Linked DNA regions of Triticum aestivum: region 2 is linked to region 1. Evidence: chromatin contacts called from public Hi-C data. All regions are on one chromosome and are shown on one strand. The core of a region is the stretch at or near the end of the contact, and the rest is flanking DNA. Distances in the headings are between cores, read along the strand shown. Region 1 holds the start of LOC123189490 (small nuclear ribonucleoprotein SmD1a). Region 2 holds the start of LOC123189493 (probable amino acid permease 7).

Region 1 (7,706 bases), core at 2,292-4,791:
CCGGGGGAGGTGTTTCGCTCTCCATCATCTCCGGAAGAAGATCCCCTGAAGACGAGCTCTGCTGAGAAGGGCTAAGATCCGAACTGCAAGATAAACGCTTCGATTATTTTCCTTAGAGGTAAGGTAGTACATCTCCACTATTAAAGTACTTTCTGATTACTTACAGCTCGTTGGAGGGCTGATCCTCGCGCGGACTTTGTGCGGCAAAAGCACCCTCCAATGCAGGACCCTCTAGTGGAGACTTCTTCTCCCGTTTGGAAGCCTCGGTTTCCGGATCTTTAGAGGCAGTCCTCTTCCTTCCCCGAAGCGAGAGAAGGTCGGATTCTTCTCCTCGGTTATCCTCCTTCACGGAGGTGCTCATTCCCTCGGTTGGAATTGGTAGCGATGGGGGCCCACTTTTGACCTCATTATCCCCCCCCCCTTTATCTTCCTTTGAGGGCTCCGAGCAGGGTGCTAGCTCGAGCATCTTTTCCAGTACCGGATTCTCCAAACCCTCAGGAAGGGGGGCCGAACACCGAATCATCTTCGCCTTAGTTAGCCAGTCATGGTCAAAGAGCGACTTCTTAGAATGACGTCGTGGTAAATAAAAGACGGTGTGTTCGGCTAAAGGATTACTTACTTGGTCGGTGGTACGGTTGCTGCTCAGGCCCATGTCCTCGATAGTATCCGGACACTCTATTTGGGGTCCGAAGAATGATTTGTACATCTCCTTGTGCGTCAGGCCGAGGAAATTCTGAATAGTACGCGGCCCTTCTGGGTTGAACTCCCACATGCGGAGGGGCCGGCGTTTGCAAGGGTGGACTCGACGAACCAGCATGACTTGCGCCACCATAATCAAACTGAAATCTCCTTCGAAGAGATTTTGGATGCGGCTTTGTAGTATAGGCACGTCCTTGGCAGGACCCCAGCTCAGCCCTCTGCTAATCCATGACATCAGTTGTGGTGGAGGGCCTGAGCGGAAAGCAGGGGCAGCCACCCACTTGGCACTTCTGGGAGCTGTGATGTAAAACCACTCATGTTGCCATAATCCGGACACCTCTGGAAAGGAGCCTTTGGTCCACGGAGCTCCTACTACCTTGCTTATTAATGCGCCTCCACACGCTGCATACTGCCCCTCGACCATCTTCGGCTTCACGTCAAAGGTCTTGAGCCACATGCCAAAGTGAGGGGTAACGCGGAGGAAGGCATCACACACGACAATGAATGTCGAGATGTGGAGAAAGGAGTCCGGGGCTAGATCGTGGAAATCTAGCCCGTAATAAAACATCAACCCCCTAACGAAGGGATCCAGAGTGAGGCCTAGTCCTCGGAGGAGGTGGGAGATGAACACGACGTCTTCATTGGGTTCAGGAGTAGGGACGACCTGCCCTCGGGCAGGCAGCCGATGCGTAACCTCGGCGGTCAGGTATCTGGCCTCCCTCAACTTCTTGATGTCTTCTTCCGTAATGGAGGAGGGCATCCATTGGCCTTGAAGGCTAGATCCGGACATGATTGAAGGTCCGGAGCACCTGACCTGGGCTTTGGGTGTTAGAACTCGAGACGGGGAAAGGATTCGATTGAGCACGGAAGGAAAAAAAGTAAAAGCCTTGTCCCTTTTATAAAGAGGGTGAATATCAAGCGTCCTCTCCGTAGCCGTTTGGGACTTGCCTATAATCTAGGAGTCCTAGACACGGTTGGGTTACCCACGCCCGTATTGATGAGAATCCCGTAATAAAGGGACACGATCTCTACTTCGACGAGACGTGTCAAAAACTGCCTCGCGTTATGTGCGGGGCTAGTTAAAGGAAACGGTTCGAATAATCACCCAACCACGGCTTAATGTCATGTTGCCAAAACAAGTCAACAAATTAGATTTGTGAAAATATTATTCTCTCTACGGTGGTATGTGGAACTTATTTTGCAGGGTCGAACACTATCCTTGTATTCAAATTCTTCCGTGATGTATTCGGAGGAGGAACCCGCCTTGCAATGCCGAAGACAATACTGCGCGCCGGACTCATCGTCATTGAAGCCTGGTTCAGGGGCTACTGAGGGAGTCCTGGATTAGGGGGTCTCCGGACAGCCGAACTATCTCCATTGGCCGGACTGTTAGACTATGAAGATACAAGATTGAAGACTTCGTCTCGTGTCCGGATGGGACTCTACTTGGCGTGGAAGGCAAGCTAGGCAATACGGATATGTGTATCTCCTCCTTTGTAACCGACCTTGTGTAACTCTAACCTCTCCGGTGTCTATATAAACCGGAGGGTTTTAGTCCGTAGGACACACCAACACCAACAACAACAACATATAATCATACCATAGGCTAGCTTCTAGGGTTTAGCCCCTCTGATCTCGTGGTAGATCTACTCTTGTACTACCCATATCATCAATATTAATCAAGCAGGACATAGGGTTTTACCTCCATCAAGAGGGCCCGAACCTGGGTAAAACATCGTGTTCCCTGCCTCCTGTTACCATCCGCCTTAAACGCACAGTTCGGGACCCCCTACCCGAGATCCGCCGGTTTTGACACCGACAACGTTCGACTACATCAACCGCGTTACTAAACGCTTCCACTTTCGGTCTACGAGGGTACGTAGACACACTCTCCCATCTTGTTGCTATGTGTCTCCTAGATAGATCTTGCGTGACCGTAGATTTTTTTTGAAATACTGCGTTCCCCAACAACAACTTCCTCACCTTCATTGCAAGATTAGTCACCAAGTTAACATGTAACTAATCTAGTGTCATATCAACATTCCTTGTAACGCCATCGCACTTGCCGGTATCAATAAAAAATCCAAAAGTTCTAGGGCTCCTCATACATGATGTGATACCGACAATCAAATTGTAACATGAAAAATAGGATGTCCTCCACAATCCTAAAGCGCACTTCATGCAGCACCGCCCAAGCAAACTACATCGTAGTTTGCGACGAGTTCTGACCAAATGACTTAGCAGTTAGAAGCCTTATTCGGATTGTTCAAACCTTTGGTCCTTGTGAACACTCACAGTGCCTTTCTCCTTCAGATCAAAGACTCTGCAACACTCCAAATTGGGCTCAAGCATGGTGCCTGAAATGTTGGGCTCTTCCTTCCCTTTAGTAAACACAATCTGGCCTTCTGACGGTGGTACATCTCTTATGGACTCAAACCAATCTAGAATTCTAACCAAACCGCTCGCCAAGGGCAGAATGCTGGACTAACCAGCCCTATGATCAGCCTGAACTAAGTATTCATGGAGAACCAGTTATCATCACGAGGAAAAAGTTTGAAAAGAGATGCCCTCGTCGGACACAGAAAATGGCCGGCATGGTACTGAAACCCTAGAAACCTACTCCCTCCGTTCGGAAATACTCGTAGTTGAAATTGATGTATCTAGATGTATTTTAGTTCTAGATATATCCATTTTAATGACAAGTAATTTCGAACGGAGGGAGTAGGTACCTTCTACACACGAATAGTTTCTTTTTGAGAAAACAACAGGCTTTGTTAGTTTGTTGGGGAACAAAAATAGTCGGTGCCAGCGTATTGTTTCTGAGAAGCGCAGTGGCCTCACGGCCTCTACCGAGGCCTAAGACGTAAAGCCCGGCCCAAGTGAACCGACTCACCAGCAACCAGCCAGGTCAGCCTTCAAACTAGGGTTTTGCCCTCCCGCTCCGAGAAAGCAAACAGCTCGAGCTCCTCCGATTCTGTCCGCCTCCGTTCCTCCGCATCTTCCCGGCCGCCGCCAAGATGAAGCTCGTCAGGTAACGCCCCCCCCCCCCCCCCCCCCCCCCCCCCCCCCACTTTTCTTCCCTTCTTTCGGATTGGTTTTGTTTTGCCGTTCCTCGCTGATCTGGTCGGTGTAATCTCCCGCCGCGGATTTGGGCGTTTGTGTTGGGCCGCAGGTTCTTGATGAAGCTGAACAACGAGACGGTCACCATCGAGCTCAAGAACGGCACTACCGTCCACGGCACCATCACCGGTATGCTTCGACCTCACTCCTCCCGAGTGTGAAATCCTGAAATTTTAGGGTTTCTTTCAGCGCGTCCGTGTCTAGGATCCGTTAGTTTTGTCCCCGTGCTTTGTGTTTTTGAGATCTAGTTGCGTGTGCTTGCCTGATTGTGTGGCGTTGTTTTGTTTGGTTTAGAGCTCGTGGAAGTGAACATATCTTCTATGTATGGTCAGTGATTTCCTTTCGTAGTTGAAGGATTAGGTAATTATTACATACAGTGTGGAACTGAGATGAAGATGATTTGCTCCATTAGTTTTGTGGCGCACAATTAGTGATGTTTCTTTGCATTGGCTGTTCAGCTTGGTCAATTAGCAATTTGATTCATACGAATTGTGCGGAGTGCGTTTACATTCAGCCGATCTTCTCTTATGTGTCCGGTGCTGTCCACTCCTGTTGTTAAATACATGATGTATTTTGTACTCCCTCTGTCTGAAAAAGCTTGTCACTCAAATGAATGTATCTAGCACCAAGTTAGTGCTAGATACATCCATTTGAGAAACAAGCTTGGGACAAGCTTTTTCGGACGGTAGGAGTATATTGAAATCTTTAGTCTTCTATATATTATTCCAAGGAATATAGTGATGTCATCTCCTTATGATAGTGTAGTAACATACATTAGTTGCTCAGAATGAGAATGCATTGGGATCATGTACCTCTGTATGCCCCCTCCTAATCCTCTTTGTTACTCCCTGATGAATGTTTATACTATTAAACCTAGAAGAGGAACACACCGCACTAAGTTTGATGAAAGGTGCAATAAACAATGTAAGAACATTTGATGAAATTTCTTTGCAACTGGAGAACATTTGTTTTGTTTTAAAAAGGGTACTGTAGGAAATATGACTTGAAGATTGGAATAATGGTTTTCATATTTCTACATTCGTTTTGTTACTTGAGGTCTTCTGGCCTTAGGGTTTATAATGTTTGCCAAATTGGATTTTGTTGAGTATATTCCATAAGTTTCCACTGCTTATTAAAAGAAAAAAAATGCATCCTGGAAGATTCGTATTATGTAACTTCTTGTTGCAGTTTAGAAAACCGGGTTGCCCAGTTTTACTCTTCAGTCATGTAGAATTCGGGAAATCATTGTTTGGACCCTGTCTGGCTCTTCAGTTTTGCAACTCCCATAACATCGTGCTGCTGCAACTATTTTTGTACCAACTGATTGGGATCATGATTACTGGTACTGCAGATCCTCTGACTGATGCATATTTTGTAGGTGTTGACATAAGCATGAATACTCATCTGAAGACCGTAAAGCTCACAATGAAAGGGAAGAATCCTGTAACCCTTGATCACATCAGCGTGAGAGGAAACAACATTCGGTACTACATCCTCCCTGATAGCTTAAACCTGGAAACGTTGCTGGTTGAGGATACTCCCAGGGTCAAGTCTAAGAAGCCAACTACAGGTACAGTTTTTTTTTACCACAGCTATTCTATGGTCAGTTTCCACAAGAACTGTAAACTGACCAGCCTACTTTTGTTCCAGGGAAGCCTATGGGTCGGGGTCGTGGACGCGGCCGTGGGCGTGGCCGGGGCCGGGGGCGCTGAGCTTTATTGTTCCCTGCTTTGGAAGCTCGTGCAGTGCAAGTCCCTACAGCGTAACCTGCTTCCTCTGCGAGCTATGTCGAAGAATGTTTCTGTTCTGTTAGAAGATGTCAATCTAAGTACGTGTTGATGCGGAATCATCTCGCCTGTTTGACCTATGTTCTTATATATTGTTCGTAATGCATTTTCTCGGGAATTTCACTTGCAGGCCTCCAGACTTTTGAAATGCTAAGTGGCATCATGTGCTGTTACTTGTTACCCTGGAATTCTTGCCCTTGTGCTTTTGCGTAGCAGTAAGTTGTGTTTGAGTAGAAGCTGACCCTTTTTCTTTTGTGGCAATGCTTGAAATTAAACTGGGATGGGGGCACTGGTATTGCAGATTACATATTGACATATTCATCTGAAACATGCACCCGTCTACAATTCTTGCCTGTATGCTGCGATGTTAGGCTTGATCACTTTCTGTGATTTGATTTTCTGCCCGGTGTGGTTTTGCTTCCTATGAGTTTGGAACTAATGGAATCTTCATTTTTACTTGCAATGCCCACTCAAAATCCAATTAGATGGTGGGTGATGTTGGTTCCACCTCCCTCTTTCACCGTAGGCTACGTTTGATGCTGTGGTGGTCTTTTTTTAGAGCATTTATATATCCTGGAATCTCTCCATCTTGTTTGTTGAGACAATTGTCTTACTGGAATGTAACTCCAAAAGGCTTAGTATAGTCAAGTAAGTTTTTGGAATGTGTTCGCAAAAAAAAAGTTGGTAAAAGTTTCTGTAACCGGCCACATTCCACAGCGGAATCAGATATAACCTCTCGGTCGTGATGTATCCATCGTTCAGACAGTGCCGTGCCGAATCGTGCAGCGAGCGTTATGGGTGATGCGTTTGAAGCGACAGGTTTGGCCGGCCGGCCGGCCCATGGTGGTGTCATGTCTGGGACAAATGTTGGCCGGAGCATTTGCCTCTGTCTCTTCACCGTCTTACGTTTCAGGATCGGGACGAATTAAAACCTCGACGGCGATCAGTTTCTTATAAGCTTTATCAAAGTGTTAGAACAAATTTCTGATAATAACCCCTCGCATAAATGCGCGTCCCAATCGAATTGATTCCATCCTGTCAAGCCCGTCGTCCGTCCATCCATCCATGCCCTCCCAGTCCTAGTCTTCCTCCATATGCGTTGTCAATGGAGGACACCCCCAACCCCAATCAGCCAAGCCGCACGCATTATCCTCTTCCATCTTCTATCTATCTAAAAGGCAAAAGACAAATATTCCGCAGCAAAAGATGGAGGAAAAGCAGAGCCGAGCCGCCTGTTGCTCTCTGCAAATTGATTCCCCCCACATGCCCCTCGATGCCAAGATGACACATCACGGCATCAATAATCCCGTCTTGTTAGACATGTGTCTTGGGCCAGGCCACACGGGATCGAGATTCTGTGCATGGCGGAAAGGCAACCCGGAGAGAGATTTCCCGTCAGCGGACCGACCGTTCCACACAGTCTTAGCTTCCCTGGCAAGCGATGCCATGCACACCACCGTTGAAGCGAGAAAGAAGGGCGCTCGTTGGAGTGGTTACATAGTTGTCCAGCTCCATCAGTTTTGCTCTCTCTTTTCGAGCAAAGTGTAGCTGCCGGGTTAAAATTTTCTCTGATAAAAGGGCGTGCCCGCGCTGCTCCAGCCTGCCTGCCTGCATGTTCCAAAACCCTCACGCCGCAGCACCGTCGCTCGCCTAGAGAGAGAGAGAGAGAGAGAGAGAGAGAGAGAGATCAAGGTTTATATAGAGGAAGAAAAGAGAGGAGGGGGAGGAAGGATGTGCTTCAAGTTGAACAGCAAGGAGAGGGTGGGGTGCTGCCTGCTGGTGCTGCTGTGCATCGCGCTCCTCGTCGGCGTCCTCTTCGGGATGGGCGTCTTCCGCCACGGCTACGACAAGCTCAGCGAGCTCGGCCGCAACCGCACCTGCTACGACTGCCACACCAACTAGCCACACCCTCGCCGGCTAGCGCGCCGTCGGCTTGCCGGCCTACTCATGTGCATCTATGTATGCATGTATGTATGTATAGCAAACTGTGCAGAATTTTGTTGCTCTGGTACGCAGCCGAGGGTACGGACTGTTTTTGTGTTGCTGCTGCTGCTACTATCTTCTATTCCTTCTGGTCCATTTTTATTGTCGCTCAAACTG
Region 2 (7,706 bases), core at 3,446-5,945, 390 kb before region 1:
ATCGGGGCCGTGAACCCTTCGAAGATCAAGTCTCCCCGGATATCAGCGACATAATTTAGGTTCCCTAAAATGATCTGATGACCGGGGGCGTAGTTGTCGATTTGTTCGAGGTGGCTAATCGAGTTGGCACGCAGAGCGAGGCCGCCGAACACAAAAATTTGACCTGGGAGGAAAGTTTCCCCTGAAACGGCATTGTTATTGATGATCGAACGATCCATCGAACCTTTTGTCGATGGCACAGTGGAACTCTCAATGAAAGCACCAATGTCGGTGTCAAAACCGGCCGATCTCGGGTAGGGGGTCCCAAACTGTGCATCTGAGGATCGAAGATAACAGGAGACAAGAGGGATACGATGTTTACCCAGGTTCAGGCCCTCTTAATGGAGGTAAAACTCTACGTCCTGCTTGATTGTATTTGATGAGTATAGGGGTTAGAAGAGTTGATCTACCTCGAGATCGTAATGGCTAAACCCTAGATGCCTAGCCTATATGAATTCTGATAGCCTCTACGGACTAACCCCTCCGGTTTATATCGACACCGGAGGAGCCTAGGGTTGTACAGAGTCGGTTTACAGAGAAAGGAAACTACACATCCGGATGTTTAAGCTTGTCATCCACGTAGAGGAGAGTCCCATCCGGACACGGGGGAAAATCTTCTACCTTATGTCTTCATGGCCCATCAGTCTGGCTCACAGCACACGTGCCGGACTCTCGAGGACCCCTTAGTCCAGGACTCCCTCAGCGTGTTGGGTAAGCCGGAGGAGAGAATCCCACCGCCGATGTTCTGGGTTGTGCGGCGAGCTTCATGTTGTTGTTTCTTCAAAAGAAAGTTGGGATCCAGATGAGCTAAAGGGTGAGAAAACCTTACTTTCCGGCTCGATTGTTGAACTTTCTGTCTTGGCAAATGTTCTGAGCCGGAGGAGAGAATAATTACCTCTTCATCGTCTGCACGGCTGGCCTCCGCATCATCCTGATAGTGATCATTATCAATAAGATGTACAAGAAATGAGCGAAGGGAGTCAAATTTTACCTCCGACTCATCATTGTCATCCAAGTCAAATAACTCAGAGGGGTTGGTCTTCTTCTTGGCAGGCTTTTTAGGAGCCTTATTCTTTGTTTGGGTCTTTCTCGCCGGTTTATCTTGAAGTTTCTTATTCCAGAAAGAAGAGTCGGCCTGCAACAATCAAATGGCTAAGAAAATAATTCAACGGAAGATGACTAAAGTTGGAAATCGTTTGAATACTTACAGCTGGCGGTTTGTTGATTACACAGAAAGGATTTAACCATGTTTTGCTGCAATCTGCCAAGCTCTCGTTCAGCAGGGTTTTGGTCATGTCATTGATGTCTTCATCAGTTAGCACTATATGGCAGTGTTGTTGGGGATCTTTGGCATCTCTAGTGTACTCGCACATTAAACCGGATCAGCGGCTTAAGGGCAGAATTCTCCATGCGACCCAACATCGGACTAGATCGATTCTAGTCAAGCCGTTAGCCATTAAGGCTCTGATCTTTGAAAAGACAGGCATATATTTGGCCCATTCTTCTATGTTGATCCGTTCTGGCAAAGGGTGCCTGTTGCTAAGCCGGTTCTCACGATAACCTGGCAGAGGATTCTCTCCTTCTAGAGAAGTATCTTGGCAGTAAAACTCAAGTTTGGTTCCAGTCCTTGGGATGATTGGGCAGTTTGGCGCCTGGGAAGGTGGCTTCTTTCTACCTCTGAAGCGAAATGCCACCTAACTCTAGGCTGAGCCCATCTGTGAACTCAGTCTGCCGGTTTAAATAGTAAAATTCCCTGAATAGTTCTATAGTGGGCTCCTGTTGTAGGTACTCCTCGCAGAACACTTCAAAGTTGCAAATGTTTGAGATGGAATTGGGCCCAACATCTTGAGGGCAGAGCTTGAAAAAGTGCAGCACATCACGGAAGATTTTTGAGCCGGGAGGAGTAAAACCTCAGAGCAGATGATCAGTAAAGGCAATTACTTCATCTTCCTTGGGCTCAGGAGGGGTTTCTATGCCTGGGACCCTCCAATGGATGACATCTTTGTTGGCTAAGACGCCCGTTTGAACATATTCGTTCAATGTTTCCTCGAGGACCCAGGAAACGACCCAGTTGCATGAGGTGACGGTCTTCGCTTTAGACATTTTTTACTACAAAGGAAAATATTGTCGGGTTAAGGATTCTGATGCTAAGTCGGCTAGTCATCAAAAAGTAAGTGCTACTAAGAATGACATAGCTAAACCGGAAGACAGTACCAGGTTATGCGTGTGAAGAACATATCTTGCCGGCTTAACAAGGGGACTAATGCTATATGGCGGGTTGTGGTTTATTATATGAACCACCCACACGTTTTCAGTGGAGTGGATCTATGAGTGATTTTTGCTAAGTCATGGACAAACAGATTTCACGAATTGGTGCTAAAATTTTGGATTTATAGAGGTTCAGAAAAAGGAAATAAATTCTAGACCTAAAGTGAAGGCGGTGGAATAACTCATATGTTCAGATGGATCTTATACAGAAAAAACATCTAATGCGATTGGAAAAGGGATGTTAAGCTACTACCACGCGTCTTCAATATCATGTTCAGATTCAACTACGTGATCTAAATAAGGAAAAGAAGAACAGAGAAAAACTCCGACGAACTGGGCAAACCCTAATGGAGATCTGCTACATGGGAGGAGGAGTACTTACTAATGCAGTTGAACAGCGAAAGTGCGCCGCAGTGCTCTAATCCGTTCAGGTTGATGCAGCGGCCGCAGTCGAGGCAGTTGACGAAGGTCGACGGCGGCGGAGCTTGGGAGCATAGGAACGTTGCGAGGAGGAAGGCGAAGACGAGGGGCAAGGGTGAAAAAGTGAAAAGGATCCCTGTCCCTATTTATAAGGAGATGGATAAATGGCATGCGCAGGAATCGAGGAGGCTGAAAAAATGATTATGTGGCTACGTGGACGCCTCGATTTTCGGGAGATCCATTAAAGATAAAGATATGTTGAGATGTTCTGGGCTTCGTGTGAAGTTAATGTGAGATGATGTCATGGCGGTTAACATAATTCTGAGATGTGACGTCAAGGCGGGTTATAATGAATTGGAAAGGGATTAGCGATGGAAAATTCTGTTAAGTCAAGTGCTGAAGATTGATGTGAACAAGTTCAAATCAACCTGGGGCCTAGTGTTGGGGATATAACTACTGGGTATGACCCGCCCAGGGAGGGCGGGTCATTTCACTGGCGGCTTAAAATAACGAGGCCCAAGAAGACATGAAGATGGCGGTTCATAGAGCAAACTTATTGAAGGCCCAAGACCCGGGGACGACTTGAGGCCCATGGATGTGAGCCGCCATATGTTTAACTTGTACTGTAAGGCAAGCTTAGTTAGTTACCGAGCCGTACACAGTGTGTATGAGCCGGCCGGAACTCTGTAAGCCACCGGGCATCAACCTGTATATAAAGGGGTGACCCGACGGCGGGTTAACTCAAGAAACAATTGAACGAGAACTAGGTCAAGTGTATTCGCTCCATGGTAATCGAAACCCAAGCAATACAACCTAAAGCAGGAGTAGGCTTTTACCTTGTTGAGAGGGGCCTAACCTGGGTAAACTCTCTGTGTCTTTTTTTCCGTTTAACCCCTTCAACCTAACCTAGTTGCGATGGCTCCAGACCTAAGTCCTTTTGCTAGGGCATCTGCCGTGTTAAGTCCACGACAGCCGCCATGCATGACGAAGCTGTGCGCGGGCACGAAGGCGAGCAGTTGTGACGTTCATCGGTACGGGGTAGTGGCGCGTGGATCTGGCCGTCTCGGTGTGGGCAGAGTGGTCAAATCCCTATATCCGAGCCGATGCCAGCTCGAAGAGCGCCTCATGGAGAGAGGTTGCCTCCGGCCGCCGGATCCTTACCGAATTTCATCCTGGTCTTTAGGCTGAGAGGCTATTGCGGCTTAGTAAAGCCAGAGGACGAGGGGCTTCATCGGCTCTGGGTTTCATGCTCCACGTCGTCGGTGGTTTTCTACAGCAGTTTCGATGGCGGAAGACACTGGCGCTGAGCATCTTCGGCTTGTACGGAGAAGGCGATGGACCAACTCTGCTGCAGTTTGGTGGTGGCAGCCGCACTGTTTGTATCCTTTATGTATGTTTGTATTTGTATGAGTTCATGTACTGACTTCCTTGATGTATAAATACAAGTAGCGCGTATACCTACGGGTGTACGCTTTCAAAAAAAATGTCAATGTCTGCTTTTGTTTAATAAAATATGTCAGAAACGTCAGGAATATGGGATGTTTAAATGAAAATCATCGGACTTTCATGAAAATCATGTGGTTTGTTTAAATTCCATTTGAAAAGTGTCCGGACGATTTGAGGTACACGGTTGTATGTCCGCCCTCTTGTGGATACGTCCGAGCATGCATGCGGACGGATACCGTGTCCATTCTAGGAGAGCTAAGTCTAGTGTACTTCACAAAATGCCAAACAGTTTACCCCTGCCCAGGTAAATCTGGTTTGTTCGGGAGAGATCCAGAATACTCGATTGTTCGAAGAACAAAACATGCATGCTGCAATGATCGCACATAGTAACATTCTCAAAACCAAATTTGGTTTCCGCATACAATCTGTGGCCCCGAATGATTCGCTGCAATTACGGAGTGCCCCGCTGTACCTCCGTGTGAATTGACCACAGCGCAATCAAGCGGCGCCAAGTAGCAGCACCTCACCACACCGGTGTGGAGGCCTACACGCGGCGAACACTCGAGGAGCCAGTCACAGCAGAGCCTCTCACGCATGCGATTCCCGTTATTACAATAGGCCTCTTTCCTCGTCCTCTCGATCCACCGACGCATCAGTGCCTCCTCAAATAAAGCTGACCGATCGAGCCACCATTTGCCAAGAAGTTTTCCAATCAGTTCAGTGAGGCTCCGTGATACGATTCCCCATCCGTGCTCTCCGCCGGCCGGCCGGGAAGGGAAGGGAGCGGAATTCCTCCGACGATGGCGTTCGGCGAAGGGGGAGGCGACGCCACGGCCCCTCTCATCTCCTCCGACGGGCCGAAGCGCCATCTCAACATCGTCAGGAACGGTGAGCGCCCCGCCCGGACCGAACCTCATCCCCGTCGATCCATCCATCGATCGGTTTCTTTGGATCCTTGTCTCTCGTTGCGTTTGGTCGTCGATGTTTGCTGACCCCGCCATTGGATTGGAACGCAGGGAACGAATGGACGGCGTCGGCGCACGTGATCACGGCGGTGATCGGGTCCGGGGTGCTGTCGCTGGCGTGGAGCATGGCGCAGCTGGGGTGGGTGGCCGGGCCGGGCATGATGGTGGTGTTCGCCTCCGTGACGGCGCTGCAGTCCACCATCTTCGCCGACTGCTACCGGTCGCCGGACCCGGAGCACGGCCCGCACCGCAACCGCACCTACGCGCACGCCGTCGAGCGCAACTTAGGTACGCAATCCACGTCCCGCCCGTCCTTTTCCGTTTCTTGGCATCTTTTCTGTCCAACTGTTCCTAATCCAAATCTTCAGACAAGATGATATTATAGTTAATGAGCGTGTAGCTGTATCCGTTCACTGTTCGCCGCGATTGAGTGACAGTCTGACAGAGACAACATAGCCACACATTGGGCATCAAGTTGTTAAACAAAGATACAGTATCTTTTTTTAGCGTATTAAACAAAGCTACATGTGTTACACAAGGGGGGGGGGGGGGGGGGGGGACAAATTATGAAGTCACGTCTCTGTTCTTCTTGTCTTCCTTACCTATCCTTTCCATTGATGTCTCTGTCGCCCATGGTGCTTCTGTACCTTGCAATCTTCATCACATTATTGCTTCTGGTGTGTAACCGGAGCGAAGGAAACACAAACTCTGAGAGACACAGGAGCGGAGACGAGCACCACTGGAGCAAGAGATCGATCGAAGAAGGCTCGTGAATCTCGCGGCTGGACCAGGCATTGTGTGGAGCTCGTCAAAAGAGCGCGCAAACGGCTTGGGGGCACGTTCCTAATCAAACTGCCCCGCTGATTAGAGACCACTAATTTCTTTAATATAACTGGTCGCAGTGCACGGGTTCGTGTTTGGGACTGCAGAGCAGGACAGCTGGCTATGGCTAGCGGGACTGTCAAGCAACAACGGGAAGGGGGTGGTGGTCCGTTTGAGCTCGGAAGGCATGAGACAAGTCTTACAAGTTACAGCCAATGTGCAGCTGCCGCGTGGGCGTGGCGTGGCTGTTTGATTTGTGACCCTAATCCGTAACCCCTGTGGATTCTTCCGCCGGACCAAACGTGCTTCTTCTTTTTTTTTGGGGGTGGACCAAACGTGCTTCGTCCATAATGAAGCGATACGGATGTGCCAACATTGTTGGAAGTTTGGGGCAAGCGGGTCCAAAAGTCGGCGGCCCACCTTCTTTTTCAACGTGGCTACACCGTGAGAGTTTGGGGGCATGATTAAAGCCTAGCTTGGCTTGCACGATGTACACCCAACAGAGTGGGGAGGTATGGTTTCCGTGAAGCAGTGGTGGAGCAGCGATGTTCATGATGTCGCAACTTCGAAGGGTGTGTGTTTTTATTGAGGCATCTCCAACGCTAGCCCTCAAATCGTTCGGACGAAACTTTTTCACAAATCGAAGACAAACTAGGGGGCTTCACGGCCGTCCGAACTGTAGCCATACCCGCTTCTGACCACCCTGACCCATCCAAAACCATCCTCCCTCGCGCGCGCACATTCCCACCCGTCGCTAGCTACCCGCTTTCATGCCTCTGCAGAGCGGCCGCTCCACATTGAAGTTGGCCCAGAGCGGACTAGACCTCTCACTGGCTCCAGCATTGAAGCCGCACACCGGCCGAGGGTGCGTCCCTAGTGTCTATGTTTGTTCAATGCTGGAAACGTGTTACTGGACGGGACGGGACATATATCTACCATGCCTGTTCAATGCCCCGTTTGTCCGTATGCCGCCATGAAGCAGGCTCGCTAGTCGAGAAACCCACTTCGGCATCATGCATTGATGCACCGCTCCACGTCCTTCTTCCTTGCACCACATTCGTCATGACTGCAGGCGGCAACGCTCTGTGGGAGAGCCTTTCAACGGAATGAAGCACGCTGGCCACTTGCTAGAGCCGTCGTGCCAGGCGGGTCGAGGCTGGCATGCCGGCCAGCTCGCCCGAGGTCTCCGACAACGAGGACAACACCACGATGGAGACGGGCTCTCATAACACCGCACCGGATCACGCGCATGTGCATGTCGGCTTCACCATGGAGCAGGCGCATGCGCACTTCAATGCCGCCAGTGCGGAAGAGCAGGTTGAGCCAGCGCCTATGTTGGCATTCTGGTAGGCGTGGGAGGAACAACGGTATAACATGTTCCTCCTAGAGCAGCCCCGGCTGGTGGGAAGGGTGTCAAATTGACGGCGAGCACGTGAGCTAGGAGGCTGTGACGAACCCCAACTTCGTTGCAAGCAACGTGCGATATACGAGGTTGCCTGCCGCCACTCGCCCGGAGCAGGTCATCGCAGGGGCGCAACTGCAGGCGATCACGGACAAGAACAACACAAGTTGCGCCTCCTACGCGCCGCCGACGAACTTTCGGGCGGGCCGGTGGGACGACGAGAGCGTTGGCGCCACCATTTCCATCGTGGACCTCACGTCCACTAGTAGCGAACAAGGCACAGACTCCTTCGAGGATGAGTAGGGCATAGGAGGTGGCAGGGCCTTGTGTCCCATGTGGGTCGG

Evidence for each region. A called contact is a pair of places that touch in the nucleus more often than the background predicts.
Region 2: a Hi-C map of leaf shows a contact between it and region 1, with 3 times the contacts expected there. The contact joins the promoter of LOC123189493 here to the promoter of LOC123189490 in region 1. A contact is called at or near these places in 2 of 5 Hi-C or Micro-C datasets (both in leaf).

The regions. Positions count from the first base shown.
Region 1 is chr2A:571,371,268-571,378,973 of IWGSC CS RefSeq v2.1, reverse strand. It overlaps LOC123189490 (small nuclear ribonucleoprotein SmD1a), which reads left to right and starts at 3,541. Exons shown (of 5, transcript XR_006495862.1): 1 at 3,541-3,730; 2 at 3,872-3,948; 3 at 5,198-5,389; 4 at 5,470-5,647; 5 at 5,737-5,963.
Region 2 is chr2A:571,766,403-571,774,108 of IWGSC CS RefSeq v2.1, reverse strand. It overlaps LOC123189493 (probable amino acid permease 7), which reads left to right and starts at 4,695. Exons shown (of 7, transcript XM_044601921.1): 1 at 4,695-5,061; 2 at 5,190-5,426. The coding sequence starts at 4,974.